Linked DNA regions of Arachis hypogaea: region 2 is linked to region 1. A link is a contact called in public Hi-C data. All regions are on one chromosome and are shown on one strand. The core of a region is the stretch at or near the end of the contact, and the rest is flanking DNA. Distances in the headings are between cores, read along the strand shown. Region 1 overlaps LOC112755334 (wax ester synthase/diacylglycerol acyltransferase 11). Region 2 holds the start of LOC112755336.

Region 1 (4,003 bases), core at 581-3,080:
ATTCCAAACACATTTTTGTCCTACTTGAAATTATGAGTTCTATTTTCTATATTTTTTGTCCTATTTAAAAATCGTTAGTCTCATTTTCGTAGCAGTTTGTCCATTTTGAAATCGTTACTAACGATTTTTTTTATTGTATTTTCAATTTCCATATGGGTGCATTACACTAAATTAGCATAATATCCCTATATTACACTCATTTTTTGATAATATTTAAAAAAATTAACCTAAAAAAATGCTTATATGTAAAGAATAATTTATTTTTTTAATAGTTTCAATTTGAATTTAAATTTTTTTTTACTGTATTTTCTAACTCAACAAACAATTAACTAATTAATTACAAATCTAAATTCTATTTAATGATTGTTATTGATTAATAAATTATTACATATACAAAATAGTTAAACATACGAATAAGCTAACTATATCTCCAACCAACTTAAATTTGTTTGAATTTGAGTTCATGGGGCCAATTTAATCCGTTGCAATTTTAATTTGATGTGATATATGTTTTTAGGATACAATATAACTAAATCTATTCATTTTTAACTAATTAGCGTACAGCTTCACCTTCACATACACTCACATTATCACTGGTACTTTCCGTTCCCTTGTGATTTTACTTCAATTATTACTAGCTTTTTGTTTGCTTACTTTTGTTATTATCATCTTGTTCTTTTCCAAACTTCCGAATTTTGTGTTGTGTGAAATGATTTATTGGTGGCCCTTCACTCCACCATTTTGTCTGTGTGTTCATCAAAGCATATGAAGGGTTAAGTTCATGGGGTTCCTACTTGTCTCATTCACATTTTAATTTTATTCTGTTTAAACTCCAATAATTGAGGGAACGGTATATATAGCTTGAAGCTGGGGAATCTTGACTTGAATATTATTGGAGGTGAAAAAATGGCAAAATGCAACTATCAAATTAAACACATTCAGACACGTGACCTTATTTATTTTAATTAATTAATTTTCCATGCATTCTTGTCATTCTCCCTAGCCAAACATTATTCTTTCAATAATTTTTGTAGTAACTTTAACAAATATTATTATATGCACTATTTTTTTTGTCTCTATGTTCTCTATATATTTTTTATATTTTAGTATTGAATAAACACCAAAAATACATTCAAATAACTTTGTTGTTGACAAAAATGCACCTAAATTTTGCTATCGATAAAAATACGTTCAAATAATTTAAAAATACGACAAAAATATCCAACATTAAATATGAAAAGTGATTTAGATATTAAATTTTGATGCAATTTTTTGCAAGCATGATTAGAAAAATGAGGTATTATTATTCTTAAAATTTAGTGATTTTTCCCTAAATATATATATATATTTTTGTGATTTTTTAAAAGTATTATTGTTTGTTGACAAAAAATCACAAAAAAATATATACTTAGCGAAAAATCACCAAATTTTAAGGATAAAAATATCTCATTTTTTAAATTATGCTTGCAAAAAACTGCATCAAAGTTCAATCTCTAAAGCATTTTTTGAGAATAAATATTTAATGTTGGACATTTTTGTCACGTTTTAAAATTATTTCAGGGCATTTTTGTTGATAACAAAATTCGAGTGCATTTTTGTCAATGATAAATTTATACGAGTGCATTTTTGGCAGAATTATTTTTCATATGGAACACCCGCCGTTGGTGTTTTTACTCAGGAAGCGTGGTGACAGGGTGCGTCAACGGCGTGGCAGTTCCCTGGCAACATGCGGGGAGCGTGGTGTTGTGGTGGGTTCAGACGGATGACAGTTCCCTGGCAACACGCGGTGGGCGTATTGCCTTAGAATCCTTGAAGCGTTGTAGGGTTTTCGCGCGTTTCTGAGGAGCCTACAGCAACACAGGAGGAAGGGGCGGCCGGGGCATGTTGTAGGCGGTCTGCATGCAGGGGACAGTCCCTCTATCCCGGTAACCAGCGACGTAGGGAAGCTCTATAAATTGAGCTTCTTCGTGACTCATTCATGCATCATTTGTACCGAGAAAGAAGAAGAAGAGCGAGTTAGTAGTGTGAAAAAATATATGTACCGAGAAAGAAGAAGAAGAGAATGTTGCATCACCAACCAATCAGACTGAAACACGTGGCAACATGCTCTCACGTGTTGATTCAGCACGCCTTCCACATATTGCTTCACCAACCAACGAGATTGAGACACGTGTCAACACGCCCCCACGTGCTGACTCAGCACTCCCTCCACGTGTTGCATTACCAAGCAAGCAGACTTCGTCACGTGACAACCACGCCCTCCGCGTGCTGCTGACAACACACCCCCTGCATGTTGAAGCTTCCCTCTGTCACGTCCATCAATTTATAAATACACACACTACACCCATTTTCAACTAAAACACCAATAATATTTTCATTTTATAAAAAATTAACTCATTTTTGGTGGTTTACACTTTAGTATTTAAAGGAAAAGTTAAAAAGATCAGGGAATAAATAAAAAAAGTTATCTTTTAATATAAAAGAAGAAAAATATACATTTTAAGTAATATAGCCTTCTATAAAAACAGTATGCCAAATCTTAAATAATTAAAATTATAAACTAATATATTAATAGGGTGATGATAAAACCAACAAACAATTAGACGAATAATAAGTAATTTGGCCTCATGAAAATGAATACACAAGTTTATATAAATTCCTAAAACAACAAAAGCAATGTCTCCACTATATACTTATTATCAAGGAATATCATGTGATGACAAACATATTTATTTCCGAATATACACAAGATGAATTTCTCTTTCAAGCTTATTTTCATACAAATAAAGATAAATGATGATGACTTGTAATTTATTGGCACTCTTTCCACCGATTCCGATTGTCCTCTTCTGCATGCGTTAAGGTCCTCAACCTTCTTGTCTTTTATCATTCAGGAGACATACTATTCTTCGGTAAAATTTTAACTTAGAAAGTGATTCGACTCTCTCAATCTGAATTTTTTGATATAACATGTTTCTTTTTATTCATTTAAATTTTTAAGAGAAATAATATCATAATATAATATTAAAAGATGCTATTACACGAGAGAATATGTTAAAGATATAATCATTACTATCATGACAATCCAGAACCTCATTTTTATTATAGGATCGAGTATTATAATAATGGATATTGATTTGAATATGTTATGTATAAATCAAAGTAAACCACTAATCAAAGTAAGCCTATTTGTACGCTAGTTCATGGACACTAAACAGTTAGCTACCTTTTATCAACTCTTGGTTTTGTCCTTTAAGAAAAAAATGGAAATGCGGACTAAAATTAATTGGAGACTGGAAAAAAAAAAGGCCTGATAAGTTTGGTTACAGTTAAATTTGGGTGTCAAATTAATGAATAAAATCTTTATAAACTTTTCACTTTTTTTTTTTATTTTCTTGGATGTGTGACTAATTCTTTATATTCTTCACACTTACTAGTCAACACGTAGAGCTTTGGATTGTGGGTAGCTGCTGGTTGATGCGGTTTTGTCTCGTTGTCTTTCTTGGAGGTGTTTGGTGAGGGTTTGTTTATGGATTTGTAAGATCTTGGTGGAGTCATTATCATATCAGGAATACAAGGTAGTTTTTATTGCTGATCTGTATGGTTGGTCTAAAATGTTCCCAATCACAATTTTGCCTATTTTTTGTGTACACATATTCTTGAATTATAATGGTCCTACCAGCGACAATAATACTTATGGATTGCTTGTTATATGATTTGGACTTGGTGATTGCTTGTTTTTAGTTTGCAATTGTTTTTGTATAAACTCTATGTCTTGCACCTATGATTTATTTGTGTGTGTGTAATAAATCAAATTCAGAATAATTGAATAATAAATGAAATTACTTAAACAAATATAAGCTTTCTCAAATGCTGATAATTGAAGTATTTGTTGTCAGACTGCATCTTCAACGGGCTTCTTCTGAACAACATCACGCATGAGTTTGAGTGATTCTTCGAAATCATCACAAAGGAGATAAGGATCTGGAATTACACTTGGATC
Region 2 (4,536 bases), core at 895-3,394, 86 kb before region 1:
AAGGTCACTCTGCATCAAACACAAGGAAACAAAAAGTAAACAACAGATAATTCAGAAACATAATATGTATAAATTTCAGCTTTAAGATAAAAAAGATTAAATACAGAAGATATCAAACACTTAATATAAACATAGTGGCAGTAAACATCATAATCAATGTATTATTAATGTTAATAGCAATTTAAGTGTGGCCCTCCACAGCCGCAACGAAACACAATGAGCAATTCAATGGTGCTTAATCTGAGGTCAATAATGATCATTTTTCTTTAATACTTGTTATAAATAAAAACAGGAAGAGCAATCAAAATAAGAAAAAAGAACAGAAAGAAGACCACTTGTATTGTGAGTCATATTTGTGTGTGTCCCTGAGCCAATTACTAAATAGTTTTATTGTATTATTAAGTATGATATATATAGTAGCGAAACTACAACATAACAGAAGCCTTGCATCAACAATGAAAAGGGCACAAATTCAGCTGAGACCGTCACACGGGGAAAGGAAGAGCGAGAAGCAAGAGAAGAGATCAGATCAAGTTTTTATTTGAATTGGAATTTAGTTACATGAGTGCTAGTTCAAAGATCATCATGCTTCACCCCCCAAAAGCTGTGACTTTGAATGAGTCCATGTGTTGATGGCTGAAAACATTGAAACTAGCATCAGAGGAACATGCCCATAGCTTCAGGTATCTCATTATAGGATCAAAATTTTTGTTAACAATTTGGAGGGAAAATACTAAAATCTTTTCACCATATCTGTCACTTTTAGTTCTTTGATACATTAAAAAGTGTACCAAAACAAAATTATATCTAAATACATTGATTTATTAAAATATAAAAAAATAAAGAGCAACAGTAATAATAATAACCCGGAACTAGTAAATAAATGAATAAAGTGAACAAGTATCAAAGTATCTTAAGCTTGAGACTAAAGTGTTGTTTCAAACTTCAATGACCAAAACACTAATCCATGTCATTTTGAAAGTTGAAACAACCCCACTTACTAATAATTTTTAAGTACTTTATTTATTTGTTTATTACTGACTTTATTATTTTAAAATTGTGTAGTGCAGAGAAATAGAAGCAAACTAGCATGATAATCGCCTCCTTTCTCCTCCAACTACAAAATTTTAGTGCGAGACAAAGCCATGATGAAGCTATTAAGTTGAGCATAAACTAGTCCTTTTCCTCTAACCCTTTTCTTTATCATTGCCATAAAGAAAAAAGAGAATAATAATAAAAGAACTTTAATTTTTTCCCCTTCAATCAACCTCCCTCAGTGCGGCACAAAAAGACAAGCCCCACTATGAGTTCACACTTCATCCCCAAAAATATTAAAATTAAAATTTAAAAATAGAAGAAAGAAAGAAATTGCACAGAACACGGAAGTATCACAACTAATAACACTTTCCATCAATGCTTCTTTTTTTTTTCTTTTTTTTTGTAACACTTTTTCCAGATCCAGCATATAAAAGCCAACTCCAGCTGTGAAAACATTCTGAATGAGATGGTGCGAACGATCAAAACGAAATAATAATAATGATAAAAAAAAACATGGTGTTAAATAAATAAATTGACAAAAATTAAATAAGTATCAACTACTCAATTTTCTTCTCATCAAACTTAGTACTATGAATCAAGCAACTCAATTTTGAGATTTCAATTAGTTCATGCAAGTAGAAGAGCTCATTAGGTCAAATGCAGATGAAGCAAGCGGTGCTGAAGAAAATTGAACAAAGTAAAAGCATTAATAAGAGAGTTATATAGGTACCATTGAATCAATGGATTTCTGGTTCATGCAATACTCCTCAAGCTGTTGAAGCTCTTGAGAGAAGTTCTGCAAATACGGGAAGAAAAGACCAGTTTCTGCATACATTTTTTCTTTCTTTCTTTCCTATTATTTTTATTTTGTCTTGGAAAATCTAAGCTTCAGTGAGAAAAGAAAGAAGAGGAAGAGAATGGAGAGAGCAGCCAAAGTGTTTGAGATTTTAAGAGCTTTGATGATTATGAAGACTTAGAAAGAGAGAGAGAGAATTTAATGATTTATATATGTGAAAAAAAATTGAGGGGAAAAGTGATGTAAGGAAATACTAAATAAAGACAAAAGTAGGAAAAGGACACTATCATTTTTATAATGCAGTGACCCCATTTCTCTTGTCATTCTCATAAAAGATATGCTTTTTCTTTTTCTTTTTTTTTTTTATTAAATAGTAGTGAGGACTGAGGAGATATATTATTTTGGAGTATTATAATTGCAAATTGGTGCACAGAATACGATGAATTGCACCAAAGGCAGTGTCAGTGTACTGTATCTGTGGCCATGTTGTGGGGTTGGGTCCTCTTTGGGACTCAACAGTAATCATCACTCATCTTTCCCACTCATAGGCGGAAACAGTTTTCTCCCAAATATTTTTTTTTTCTTTATTAGAGATGACAATGGCTCTATGTAGGGGGGAGATTCTTCTCCCATCCCCTGTCTTCTGTTCTACTTTGATAAAAGTCATAAATCGCTTTTTGTCTCTATCTCATTTTTATTTATTTCCTTTTTCAGAAAAAAAAATTAGATGCATGCGAGTATTGATAAATATTAAACTTTAAATTTTTTAATGTGACTTTAATAAAATATAATACAATTTAATTAGATATGTCTAGTTCAATCCGATAAGAATTTCGGTCTGACTATGGACCACCGATCCGACGGGACACTCGATCCGAATTTAAGGGTGACTCACTCGCTACCTCACGTTCTGCTGGAAAAATTTGGACAGCTAGTAGAAATTTTTAGACAGATGAATCTCAAACAGTAAAAGAGAAAAATAAGGAGAGGTCTAGACAGAACTTCTTGTCCTAACAACACTCATACAATCAGAAATAAGAGAATAAACTATAGCAAGAAGAGGGGTATCATATATATGAATTCCTAACAATAGACTCTGATCCTGCTTAAACAGACAACCAGCTACCAAATTTACTTTTCAAAGGTTGTGACGCCAATTAATCTCCTGTATGTGGCGAGACAAAACAAGGATATCTTGGATTAGGAGGAAGCAGGGATGATTAGACGAGCACCCGTTCTTAATCATGTTGATAGCCATATGAGAATCCGATTCTATAATAATGTGATTCAATTCATTTGCCATAGCTAATTGCAACCCTTTTATCACTGCCCATAATTCAGCATGCATTATGGAACAATTTCCCAGATTGCAGGAGGAACCTTTCACAAATCTTCCTAAGGAATCTCTAAGAACGCCACCGCAAGCTGCATTGTTGTTATGATTATAGAAGGACCCATCGACATTAATCTTGATAAACATCTCTTGAGGTGGTTCCCATCCAATCAAACGCTTTGTACTGATGTTCAAGTTCCTGTGCTTTAGTAACTTAGAAGAGGTACTCTCTATCTTCCTTGACCGAGCCTAGATAGAGTGAACCAACGCATACTGCGAGGTGTATTTCCCTTTAAAAATCAGCAAATTCTTTGCATACCATAGGGACGAAGCAACGATACCAAAGATCCTCTCCCCCACTGTGCGATTTTTGGACAGATTAAAAGTCAACCAAGCTTGAAGATCAAGGATAAAAAAAAGTATTTATGTACTCCTGTGGAATGAGACGACTCTAGATCTCTTTGGCCAAAAAATAGTCTCGAAACACATGCAAAGTTGTCTCGTCTGCTGCATTACATCTCGGGCAAGAGGAGTACATAGTCATATGTCTTCTTTTTCTATTGTAATTTGTTAAAATAGCATCGTTTGCCACCAGCTAGAGAAAGTAATGCACTCTTTCCGGACCTCCCCACCTCCAAATACGATTGGACAACAAATTAGGAGGGGGAACTCTTCGCATAAGGAATTGTAAGCTAATTTTAGGTTAAAAGATCCATCTTGCGACAGCCCCCACCTAATCGATCAACGTCTCTCCAAGGAGAAGGAGGAGCCATGGCCATTATTCTCTTCACGATATCCTCCGGCAACCAGTCCCTGAACTTTCTTTTATCCCACGCACCTGAAACCGAGAGAAAGTCATTAGTAGATAAATTGGAATTGAACTCACTACTTACAGCATGCTGTTTAAGATGTCCTACAGTCGGAACCCACTGGTGATTTCAAAAATCAAAATTTTTGAGCCATCCCCAATCCTTCAAATCGTATTGCTTTTCAATTTATCCCAAGAAGAGAAAGCCCCCTTTCATAAGTTCGAATCCTTACTCCTTCTTTAGACAATAGGGAGAATATGACTTCCAAACTTGTACTTGGACCTAAGCACTTTGGCCCAAAGACTGTTGTTCTTCTCAACTAGACCCCACCCAATTTTCATCATGTACGCCTGATTCAAGTCCCTAGCATGGCATACTCCAATCCCCTCAGAGTTTTTTGGTTCCCTTAACTTCCTCCAGCTCATCGGATGAGGTTTTTTACTGTGCTCAGTCTCTCCCCAGATAAAATTCCTGTAATTTTGATCAATAATATTATAAATAGATATCGACAAGAGAGCAGTTTGCATAGTATAAGAAGGTAAAGATGAAAGAACAGATTT

Evidence for each region. A called contact is a pair of places that touch in the nucleus more often than the background predicts.
Region 2: a Hi-C map of leaf shows a contact between it and region 1, with 3 times the contacts expected there. The contact joins the promoter of LOC112755336 here to the enhancer-like site in region 1. A contact is called at or near these places in 2 of 8 Hi-C or Micro-C datasets (leaf and an unstated tissue).

Annotation. Positions count from the first base shown.
Region 1 is chr16:140,122,003-140,126,005 of arahy.Tifrunner.gnm2.J5K5, reverse strand. LOC112755334 (wax ester synthase/diacylglycerol acyltransferase 11) reads right to left here. Exons shown (of 7, transcript XM_025803356.3): 7 at 3,738-4,003. The coding sequence ends at 3,896. Among protein-coding and RNA genes, the nearest start is that of LOC112761789, 15 kb to the right of the region's middle. Within about 2 kb of position 1,830, at least 2 of the 3 cell types and tissues checked have open chromatin away from gene starts, as enhancers often do.
Region 2 is chr16:140,207,871-140,212,406 of arahy.Tifrunner.gnm2.J5K5, reverse strand. LOC112755336 reads right to left here and starts at 2,144. Exons shown (of 4, transcript XM_025803360.3): 1 at 1,769-2,144; 2 at 1-9. The coding sequence starts at 1,873.